Regions from separate parts of the Mus musculus genome. Here region 1 is linked to region 2. The links are chromatin contacts, called in public HiChIP or PLAC-seq maps. All regions are on one chromosome and are shown on one strand. The core of a region is the stretch at or near the end of the contact, and the rest is flanking DNA. Distances in the headings are between cores, read along the strand shown.

Evidence for each region. HiChIP or PLAC-seq counts read pairs in DNA pulled down with a chosen protein or histone mark.
Region 1: an H3K4me3 HiChIP or PLAC-seq map of embryonic stem cells shows a contact between it and region 2, with 13 read pairs. The contact joins the enhancer-like site here to the promoter of Ubr4 in region 2. A contact is called at or near these places in 1 of 39 promoter capture datasets (macrophages), 2 of 115 datasets of contacts at active chromatin or transcription factors (both in embryonic stem cells) and 1 of 9 other capture datasets (adipose tissue).

The regions. Positions count from the first base shown.
Region 1 is chr4:139,487,134-139,492,067 of GRCm38.p6, reverse strand. It overlaps Ubr4 (ubiquitin protein ligase E3 component n-recognin 4), which reads right to left. Exons shown (of 106, transcript NM_001160319.1): 106 at 2,535-2,901. The coding sequence ends at 2,837. Among named protein-coding and RNA genes, the nearest start is that of n-TVaac1, 59 kb to the right of the region's middle. Within about 2 kb of position 3,592, at least 20 of the 459 cell types and tissues checked have an H3K27ac peak or open chromatin away from gene starts, as enhancers often do. A contact at or near this core is called in embryonic stem cells, where this site is marked.
Region 2 is chr4:139,377,670-139,382,895 of GRCm38.p6, reverse strand. It overlaps Ubr4 (ubiquitin protein ligase E3 component n-recognin 4), which reads right to left and starts at 2,237. Exons shown (of 106, transcript NM_001160319.1): 1 at 2,034-2,237. The coding sequence starts at 2,209. It overlaps Emc1 (ER membrane protein complex subunit 1), which reads right to left. Exons shown (of 24, transcript NM_146157.4): 24 at 4,161-5,226.

The DNA of each region.
Region 1 (4,934 bases), core at 2,343-4,842, 110 kb before region 2:
AGGGCAGGAGCCCTACCCTACAGGGCCCCATGGAGGAAACCATTACCCTTGGGAAACACTACCAGCCTCAAGGTCTCAGGTGACCCAGACCCACCTGTACCCTCACTGTCTCACGGGGGAGGGGAGGGTTCAGACACCAAACAAAACTGGGTCTTCGCTCTTCCCTTCCCTGATATGTCTCCAGGGAGGCTCCTATGGGATGCCTCCAACTTTAAAGAATTAGTGTCCTGGGACCCTGCGATCAGGCAGTGGGAGGGGCCATTTGAGATGGGAAAGGTCCAGTAGCTGAACAGTAGTGGGGGCCCTCCAAGGCTGTGCGTGATAAGGGGGCTGTCTCCCTCTGAGAGGCATCACCACCACCATCCATCTCAATGCTGATGTCAGACAGAATGAAGGCAGAGTCTGGCCCAGCCCCTGACCCTAGTGGGATGTGGACACACAGCCTCCTCCTCCTCCCAAATTGGGTCCTATACTTGGAGAGCTGGAGGCCAGGAAGGACATGAGGATGACGGTACCAGTGGCTTGAGTAGTGTTTAAAAGGAATGGCCTTTCTGTGGACTGACTTCAGACCTCACTAGGCCTAACAGCTGGCCTCAATCCCTTGGGTCCTGTGGCTGAGCAGAGTGGCTCCAGAAAGGAGAGCTTGGCTCGTCTGACGTCCTCCAGTGCTCCTGCCTAGGGGTTGCAGGTATGGGGCGACGTCCACTGCCCAGCCTGTTTTCCATTACCATTCAGACACAGCCAAGGCCCAGCCCTAGGATGCAGCACGGACCTGCAGGGCTACAGTGTTAGCAGCTTTTCTGGGACGGTGCAGAAGCACTGGCAAGTGCTCTTGGGCTTGACAAGGGAATCAAGACAAACGTGGGCTCGGCCCAAGATCCTTGGAGGACTTGTCTTGTGTACTCTTATTGGTAAGGGATGGAGTGCTACTCAAGTTGAACAGAGCAGAGGGTGGTGGCTCCACTGTAGACACACAAGCATGTCTGTCAGCTGTCCTGCAGAAGGCCCTGTCCTGGGGCAGGCTGGCTCCAGACGGCACACAGCAAGCAGCAGAGGGTGTTAAAAGTCTTTTGAGAACTTCAAGAAGGGAAACTACTTCCGACAGAGGTCATCACTGCTGAGCCCATGTTAAAAATGCCCAGGAAGAGGAAGAGCCAGATAGTCAGCTGTGAGAGCGCTCTGTGCTGCCTGGCGTCTCGGCTGACTGGGTGTTGCTTCCCCAGGCAGCTGCAGCTGAATGGCCAGGAGCCAGCCCTGAGTTGTGTTTTGTCTCCGTGGGACACTGTGAGTGCCTGGTTTGATGATGTTTTATCTGCTATTGCTACTTTGTAAGCTCACTCAAAACCAAAAGCTCGGCTCTAGCAGGTTCTTGTCCGGAGAGACTCGTGCTCTGGGGGCTTTGGTCAGCCTTCTGATGGGGCCGCATTAGTAATGGATGATCATAAACATGCCTTGGCCTACAGTGGTCCCCTTGCACTGGCAGCCCCGGCCCCACATGAAGTTGCTCCAGTTTACTAAGTGACAGGACAGTGGCTGACCCTCCCTCAATGTCTAAACTACCTCTCTGGAGTCCAGCAGGACAGACAAGTATGTGTAGGGGGATCCAAAAGAACAATGCCAAGGTCCCCACCTTACTTGCTGAACCCAAGTTATATGAGAAAAAGCTGCAGAATCTAAGCAGCTGGGAAAGCAGCCCTCTTCCAAGGAGATGCTATGTCTTTCCTCCAGGGCAGGCTGGCCCCAGGCTGCATCAGGAAGGGAAGCCTGCCTGGCAGTTCCAGGGCTAACTCAACCCCCAGTTGCTTGTGCTCTGGCCTGCCAGGGCTTTGGGACAGCACCCAAACAAACTGCCTTTGTCTCTCTGTTAGAGCTAAGCACAATACTCTTGCCTTTTGGCTGCAAAGGCTCTGGGGAAGCAACATGGTGCCTTGGTTGTGGAAGTCATCCAAAGGAGACCAGAGGCATCACAGGCCCAGATGGTCTGGTCCAGGGAGCAACCTTGTGAACCAGACATTCAGAGGGGCTGATGTCACCAAAGCCTTTGGTTGATGGGAGTTAGCCAGCTCTTCCTCCCGACAGGCTGTGACTGGGTCAGCCTTTTGCTGAAGTCTGAGAAAGGCTCTCAGGAGCCAGGAGGTGGGGGCAGGTCTCAGAGGTCCAGATACTAAGTTCAGAGGCGCCTCACCTGTCAACTGAGGTCTCAGCAGGCGACTTGGGGTGCAGAACAATGCACAGGCTCTTCCTAGGGCGGTGGGCAGAAGAGCCCTAGCAGTGGACACAGCTATTCTCACTATTCTCACCCTTCCCTGAAGTCTCTCCTCTCTGCCTGGCAGCCAGCAGGAGACTGTCAAATGCTTTCAAGGCCTTTGAAGTAGATGCTGACCAGGGCCTGCTCTGCTGAGCCCTCTTTTGGCTAGGGACAAAAAAACCATCAGACCCCAGAGAACACAATTCAACTCCAGCAGTCTTCCTGGTGTGTCACTGCAAGGCTGTGAGTTCACTGGAAAGCACTGGGCAAGCAGCAGCTAGACCCCTTTCCAATGTGTACTAAGTCATTCATTTATTTCAAGATGTACACACTCAAGCTGGCCGGGACAGCTCACAGCTCCTAGGTACGTATAGGTCCTTCAATGGCTTGAGCTACAGACAACTTCATAGCCTGCGCAGCACACACACACACGTGATAGAACAGGAAGCCTACAGACCCCAAACCACTCCGAGAAAACTGAGGGAGGAGGGGGTGCTAATGCAGCATCCGTGGGGGAAATGAGTGCACACGGAGAGATGAATGAGGGGAGAATGCAAGCTAGCTTCAATCTCATTTCCATGGGGATGGTCAGGGGACTGAGTTCAACAGGTCCTTTAGGAAGCTCTCTGGATCGGTGATTTCTGATAGAAGACCTGGAAAGCAAAGACAGTGTGAGTGGGAGTAGCACAGGGCCCCCAGCCCCACCGAGTCACAGAAGCCTGGTTCACGAATAGGATATACTGTGCCAGCATGCTCTGATGGGATTCCAGCAATGGAGGGGAGGTGACCACTGTGTGACTAATACTCTGCTTGAGAAGTGGGTGCTGCTAGGACAGTGTGGCAGATACCATTTTAAATTCCCTGGAGTGGAGGATTTCCACCTGTCCAGGGGTCACTCAAGGGGCTATAAAATACTGCAACTCCCAAGTTTTTCTTTCTTGTCTTGTTCCTGATCCCAGACTGGCCTCAAACTCACTATGTAGCTGACAACCTCCTTTGAACTTCTGTGCTACTATGCCTGGTATATATGGTGCTGGAGGGACAGAACTCAGTGTTCCATGCATCCCAAGCAAGCAAGCACTCTTCCAGCTGAGCCACACTCCCCTACCCCAGAGTGGTGATGTGCGTGTGTGTGAACATGGTCTTTCTCCATGGCCCTCGCCTTCTTTTCTAAGATTGGTTCTCTCACTGAACCTAAAGCTCACCGGCTGGCTAGACTGGTTGGCCAGCAAGCTCAGCCTGGGATCCTACTAGAGGCAGTTTCCCAGCGCTAGAGTTACACCTGCACCTGGCTTTTCTGGGGATCAGAACTCAGAGCCTCATCCTCAGCCTTTGTCATTTTAAACTGGTCAAAGAAAGGCAAATGCTGATGGTCTTATGGGCTGAAGGTCAGAGCAGGACAGAGGCCTCTGATTCTTCTGGGCTTCGATCCCACCACAGGCTTCCTAAGCAAGCTGCCAGAGCTCAGGGCTCCATTGCTTCAGCTTTCAGAAAGAGACAACAGGGATCCCTCCCTGCCTGCCATGGGGACTAACTGAGGATGGCCTTCCTAGTGGAAGGACCCAGTGCACTCTCTACATCAAGTCCTTGGCCCGGCACCTGACCTCATCACTAGTGCAGAGCAAATACTAAAGCCTCAAGTTAAACTTGAGCATCCGAACACGTCATCCCTCAGAGCATCTGCAGGAACAAATGCAGCCAGGCTGTCTCTCTTGGCTCTGGAAAGTGTTTTGTTCTTGAGTCTGAATAGAGCATACCCAGTGCTCTGGTAGTTTAAAGGTCTGAATTAAGGTTTAAAAGTCTGGCCTTCATGACTCCAGATACATATGTAGCAGAGGATGGCCTTACCTGATAGCAATGGGAAGGGAGGCCCTTGGTCCTGTGGAGGTTTGATGCCCCAGGGTACAGGGATGCTGGAGCAGTGGGGCAGGAGAGGGTGAGTGATGGGTGAGCACCCTCATAGAGGCAAAGGGGAGTGGGGAGAGGGTGGATGTAGATGGGTAACTGGGAAGTGGGATATCATTTGAGATGTAAACGAATGGAATGATTTATTTTTAAAAAAAAAGCGCAAGCCTAGCCTCACAAAAGAGGCTAGAGACTCTATGCCTAGGGCCTGTGCGGGGCGAGGCCTGGGGTGGGTGAGTCCTTCGCCCTGGCTACCTCTTCTCACTGGCTTTGACTTCTGTCGTCATTTCTGCCATCTGTGATGAGCACAGACCTTGGCTGAGGACACAGGTGAGCTCTGTGCTCTTGCTCAAGACTAACTCTGAGGGAAACAGTGAGCTGCCTCAACAGCCAGGCTGGGAAGACACAGTCAGGAGGACTAAGGAGCCATAAAGTAGGAAACAGAGGTGAGCAAGGAGACTACGGCAGCTCAGACAGCAGGGCAGACCCAGAGACACCATCTTAGGCAGAGCGTGCTCAGTGCTTGGAAACCAGAAGGGTACATGCAGACAGGCTCTCGACTAGTGGGTGGGCCTCCTTCCCGAGGATACAAAGGTGAGCGGAGATGTTAACAGCACCGTTCCCTTGGCAACAGAGCCTGGGGGATTTCTCCCTTGCCCGTATACAATTCCCACAGTGAACACCAGAAAGTGCAGAAGCATGGAGCCGGCTGACAACAGAAGCTGGGCAGGTCCAGTTACATCTGCTTTGGTGCAGTCTCCCGACCCCCCCCCCCCAAGAC
Region 2 (5,226 bases), core at 988-3,487:
GAGTTGTATCCTTTTTCTATGCTCAAATTTCTCCAAAGAAGACACAAAACAGGATTTTAAACTTAACTAAGCTATAGAAAACAGAATGCGAACTTCAAAACTCCTGACTCCCAATAAAACACAGTACTATACACACATCACTTTTCCCAAAACCATAAAGACCAAAATCCTGTCTACAAACACAGGCAGTCCCTGGTTCTCTCAGATAACTAAGAATGTGGAAGGGTCACTAGCACTTAGCAAAATTCAAATCTAGTTCTGTGTTTGGATTCACCAGGTTGCTAGGGTTTGCTCTACGTTTAAAATGCAAGGGCCAAGAAAATGGGATGTACATCATCAACAAATAACACTATAACCTCAGGTCACATCCATAAACCCAAAGGAAAGAGGTCTACAAGGAAGTGAACACTGTGACCGTAAGCAGAAAGCATGACTCAGGAAAACTAGCAGCAATTTAAACAGTGAAATCGGAGGCTGCCGCTGGCTGAGGATGGGCTGAGGGGTTGGCACCCAAACCTGATAACCAGAGTTCAATTCTTGGACACTAAGATAGGAGAGAATCAACTCCTAAAACTTGTCCTCAGATCTCCAGAGTGCGCTCAAGCACAAGCGTGCTCTCTCTCTCTCTTCTCTCTCTCTCGTCTCTCTCTCTCCCTCTCTCTCTCTCTCTCTCTCACACACACACACACACACACACACACACACACACAATTGAATTACAATAGGGCAGAGAGATGGTCCAGTGGTTAAGAGCACTTCCTGTTCTTCCAACCCAAGTTCAGATCCCAGTGCTAGTGCCAGGCAGGTCACTGCTGCCCCTAACTCCATCTCTAGGGGATCTGAAGCCTTGTTCCTGCCTCCTGGGGCATCCGAATACACAGACACACATACACGTGGATTTTTTTTAAAAAAAAGGAGGAAAAGAAGGTAAAATAAAAAGATGCTAGATAATTTGAGACTTTCTGATACTTGTTTTCATCTTCAAAACAACCTTGGGCATAATTAAGCAAGAAAATCTATTTGTTAGAACTTAAATTATCAAACCCAGACACTATTTTATTATAAATTGTTAAAGATCATTCATCCAAAACATCACAGGCAGTGACAGTTGTTGTGATAAATAATAATGCCAAACCACAGCAATTTCCAAATAACACAACTTTCCAAATAACCTTTAGACATATCCTGCTGACCAGCAAGGTAAAATGACCCGCTTAGCAATTTCAGAGAGTTACTGGGGCAAGTAAACTTGGTTTGGCTAGGAAAACGAAAGTGAGAAAACAGGCTTTAAAAGCATGAGTCTTCTATTAAACTCATTTGCTCTGAGCCCCGTAGTCAGGAAAAGGTAGACACAGAGATCACCACATTCCCATGAAGAAATACGACTCTTGCAATCTAACAATCTGTATACAAAGGTATGAACACATTAACAGCAAGCCAAGGAACAGTCCCGTAAATAAGAGTCTGTAAAGCATTTTATTGAGAAAGAGAAGGACTCCGATCTCGGATATACGCAATTACAGTGCAAAGTAAAACCGAAGTATTCAGTGGTAACTAGTGGCTTCAGTCACAGAAACAGCACGTGCCCCCAGTTATCATAGCACCAAAGAAAGACCGTTATTAAACTATGTGGTAGCTCTCCAAAGTAAACCTCCGGTTCTGGTGACAGGGAGAAATGCAAACTCATCCACGCCCTGACCTTAACGCGACTGAGGTGGATGGGGAGGGGGGGGGCCGGGGGCAGCGGGCCGGGTGACACTGGCCCAGCAGCACCGTGCATCTCAATAGCCAGTTCTCAAATGCGTCCGGCCACGCCCTCCAGCCAGAGCAACCATAAAAGTTTTGCTCCGGAGGGTAAATCAAGTCAGGGATGGTTCACGCCAGAGCTGGGTGGAAACCAGAGGCGCTCTCGTTCCCAGCGCCCGGGAGTCCCGAAGGCATGCGTGGGGTGGATTCCCTGACAGAGTGGACTCACGAACCGGCCCGTCCTCCCCTCCCCCCCCACCCCGCCCGCCGGCGCCGCCGCCCGGTACCTCTCGATGACTGAGGCCACCAGCTGCGGCAACTCCTTCATCTCGAAGGCGGAGTAGGACGCGGACAGGAGGGGCCGCACCGCCACCTCCCAGCCCGGGGTCGTGTCCTGCCCGGTCGCCGGGGCTCCGGGCGCTGGAGCTGCTGCCGCCGCCTCTTCGCCGCCGCTCGTCGCCATCTTTCGTCGTACTACTGCGGCTCCCTCCGGGGGCTTGCCACCGGCCCAGCGCCGCCTCCCGGGAGGGGGCGGAAGTGACGCAATCGTGCGCGTCAGACAGCGCGCCGCGGGTCGCCCAACAAAAACGCAAAGACCTGGACGGCCTCTGACTTCTGCGGGCTTAACCCAGGGTAGTGCGCCTGCGCACGATTGAAAATGCCAGAGGAGGGCTAGGAGCAATGCCCTCTGCGCGTGCGCCATGGCGGCGAGCAACCCTGCGCATGCTCGCGGGAAGCAGTAACTACCGCGCGTGCGCGGGCCCCGCAATAAGCGGCAATATGGTTCCCCAACCTCCTGGAAATGTAAGTTTGTGACTTGGATTCGGAAGAGATGTCTGAACGGCGCCATCCTAGGACAGACAGGGGGGAGAGGAGGCCACAACCTGCTCAGTGTTAGTCACTTCCTCTGCCCAGTGTACCGCATGAGCAGCCAGCCATTCTAGCGCTTACCACTTGGCAAACTTTCTGCGCACACCTTCGCTTAGTAATGATTTTCTTCATGAATTCCTATTTCGCAGCCACTTCTTTATATATTTAGAATTCCTTCGATAATAATCTAGAGAGAACGTTAAGCTTTTTTGAAATTTGGTCCCTATAGGCCAAATTGTCTGCGAACCTTCCTCCCTCAGACCCCAGAGGGTAAGCATTAGTAGCCATCGCAGCAGTCTTTCAGGGGCCCCTATTTGGGTTGACTGTTGATTTCAGCAATCCTTCTATCTTCACCTCCAGTGGAATTACAGGTGTGGGTGTCCACACCTGTTTATAGTTCTGTCGGGAAGGGGGAGGATGGTCTTATTTTATTCGGGCGTTTCCACTGTAGCTCAGGCTGACATGGAACACTAACACAATCCTCTTGCCTCAGCCTCTCAAAGTGCCAAGATCATCACCACGTCTGGCCATCAGCAGTAATAACAAGTCTCATATTTCTGGCTTTGGGGTGTCAAGGCACTCGGAATAAACATCTTCCTTTTCAAATACATAATTTAGTAGTGGAGGTTCTTGGGATAACATCTATGTTGTAAATTTAGACTGAGGAGCTCAAGAGATAACTTGACAGTTCCATTCTCACCACCCAGGTCTAGCTGTTATGGTTGTAACTCCAGTTCCAGGAGATCTGCTGTCTTCTTCTGGACTCTATAGAAACCTCCATTCCCAGGTGCACACACCCTCCACACATATACACACATGTATGGTGTGTGTGTATATATATATATATATATATATATATATGCGCGCACATAAATCTATTTAAAGTGTTTGGTATGCCATCACTGGGGAGGCAGAGAATTACCACAAACTCAAGACCAGTCTGGTCTACGTAGCAAATTAAAGCCTGTCAGGAATATACAACAAGACTCTGCCTCAAAAAAATAACATACATAAATTTAGATAACACTGAAAAGCAGTGTTAGATGAAGCACAAGTTTCAACACTATTCCAATCTAAAAGGTAAGATAGTACTTTCCAGAATAGTAATATTTTATGAACTAAAAATGAAGGACTTTTAATTCCGAGAGGCAGGGGGGGTGACCTGAAAATTTAGAATTAATTGCAGGGCTGGAGAGATGGTTGAACAGTTAAGAACACAGGCTGCTCTTCCAGAGACCCCAGGTTCAGTTCCTAGCAGCTAGACTCCCAGCTACAGTAACTCTAGCCCCAAGGAATCTAACACCCTCTGGGCCTTTCCCCACACCCAGCCTGGGGCACACACATGTACATAAATAAGAACAAATGTTAAGGGAATTAGAAAAGGGGCTCTCCCAGAGGGCACAGTTTCAGTTCCCAGCACCCACATGACCGCTCTAACTATACTCCAGTTCCAGGGGTCTGATGTCCTAGCCCTGGATTTTTTTGACACCAGACATGCATATGATACACATACACACAGGCAAAACACAATATACACAAATAGTAAAAATAATATGAAGCCAGGCATGGTGGCCCACACTTTTTTAATCTCAAGGCTCAGAAGGCAGAGGCAGGCAGAGCTTTGTGAATGCAAGGCCAGCTTGGTCTATACAGGGAGTTCCAGGAAAGTCAGAGCTATAGAGACAGACAATATATAAATAATAATAATAATAATAAAGGAAAATAAAGACTTAGGAGACAAGTTAAGACTTCACTCAGGCCTTGGCTATTTCAGTCAGCTGCTCTGAGCAGCTTTGGTGATATGGTAAAGGTTAAAGGTGAAATACCGGGAGTTCTAGAAAAGGTAGGTCACTTCCCGACCATTAGCCACTTTTTCTGGCCGGTAAGTGAAAAAACAGTCTTGCAGACTAACTGTACTGTAGAAACACAGCAGGCACTATAAGAGACACATCATTCAGTTCCTCCAGAGGGCTCAGTTCAGTTCCCAGGACCTACATGGTCACAATTGTCCCTAAATCTAGTTCCAAGGGATCCAGCATCTTCTGGCCTCCGTGGGCACCAGGCATGCACGCAGATGCAGGGGAGACACTCATAAATCTTAAAGCAACCAAAACCAAGACAAACAAACAGGGCAGTGTGGTAAGAGTTACTTATCTATCTTGCACAAAATTCCAGCTGCTCTATTTCAAGACTAGAGCAGGTGGGGTACAGTGATATATGCCTTTAATCCAAGCACATCTCCCAGATTCACAAGGTGAGAGCTTATAACAAAACAAAAACTAGAGCAGAAAAGTGTAATGGGTTCCAATGCCTTCTCCCAGGTGGCTTTCCACGAAGCCAGCAGTCCAGGCAGGGACTGACACTGGAAGTGTCAGATACTCACTAACCCAGGAGAGGAAACTGGTTATTACTGATGAAGATGTTGGTATTTTGCCCTACATAACTCCATTTTTTCCTGTTTGTTTTCTAAGTTACTATGTGTGTGCATATGTGCACACCCCGAGGCCAGGCAAGGATGCTAGATCTCCTGGAGGTGGGGATACAGGTGCTTGTGAGGCACCCAATGTGGGTACTAGGGACGGAGCTGAAAAAGCAACAGGTACTTCTAAC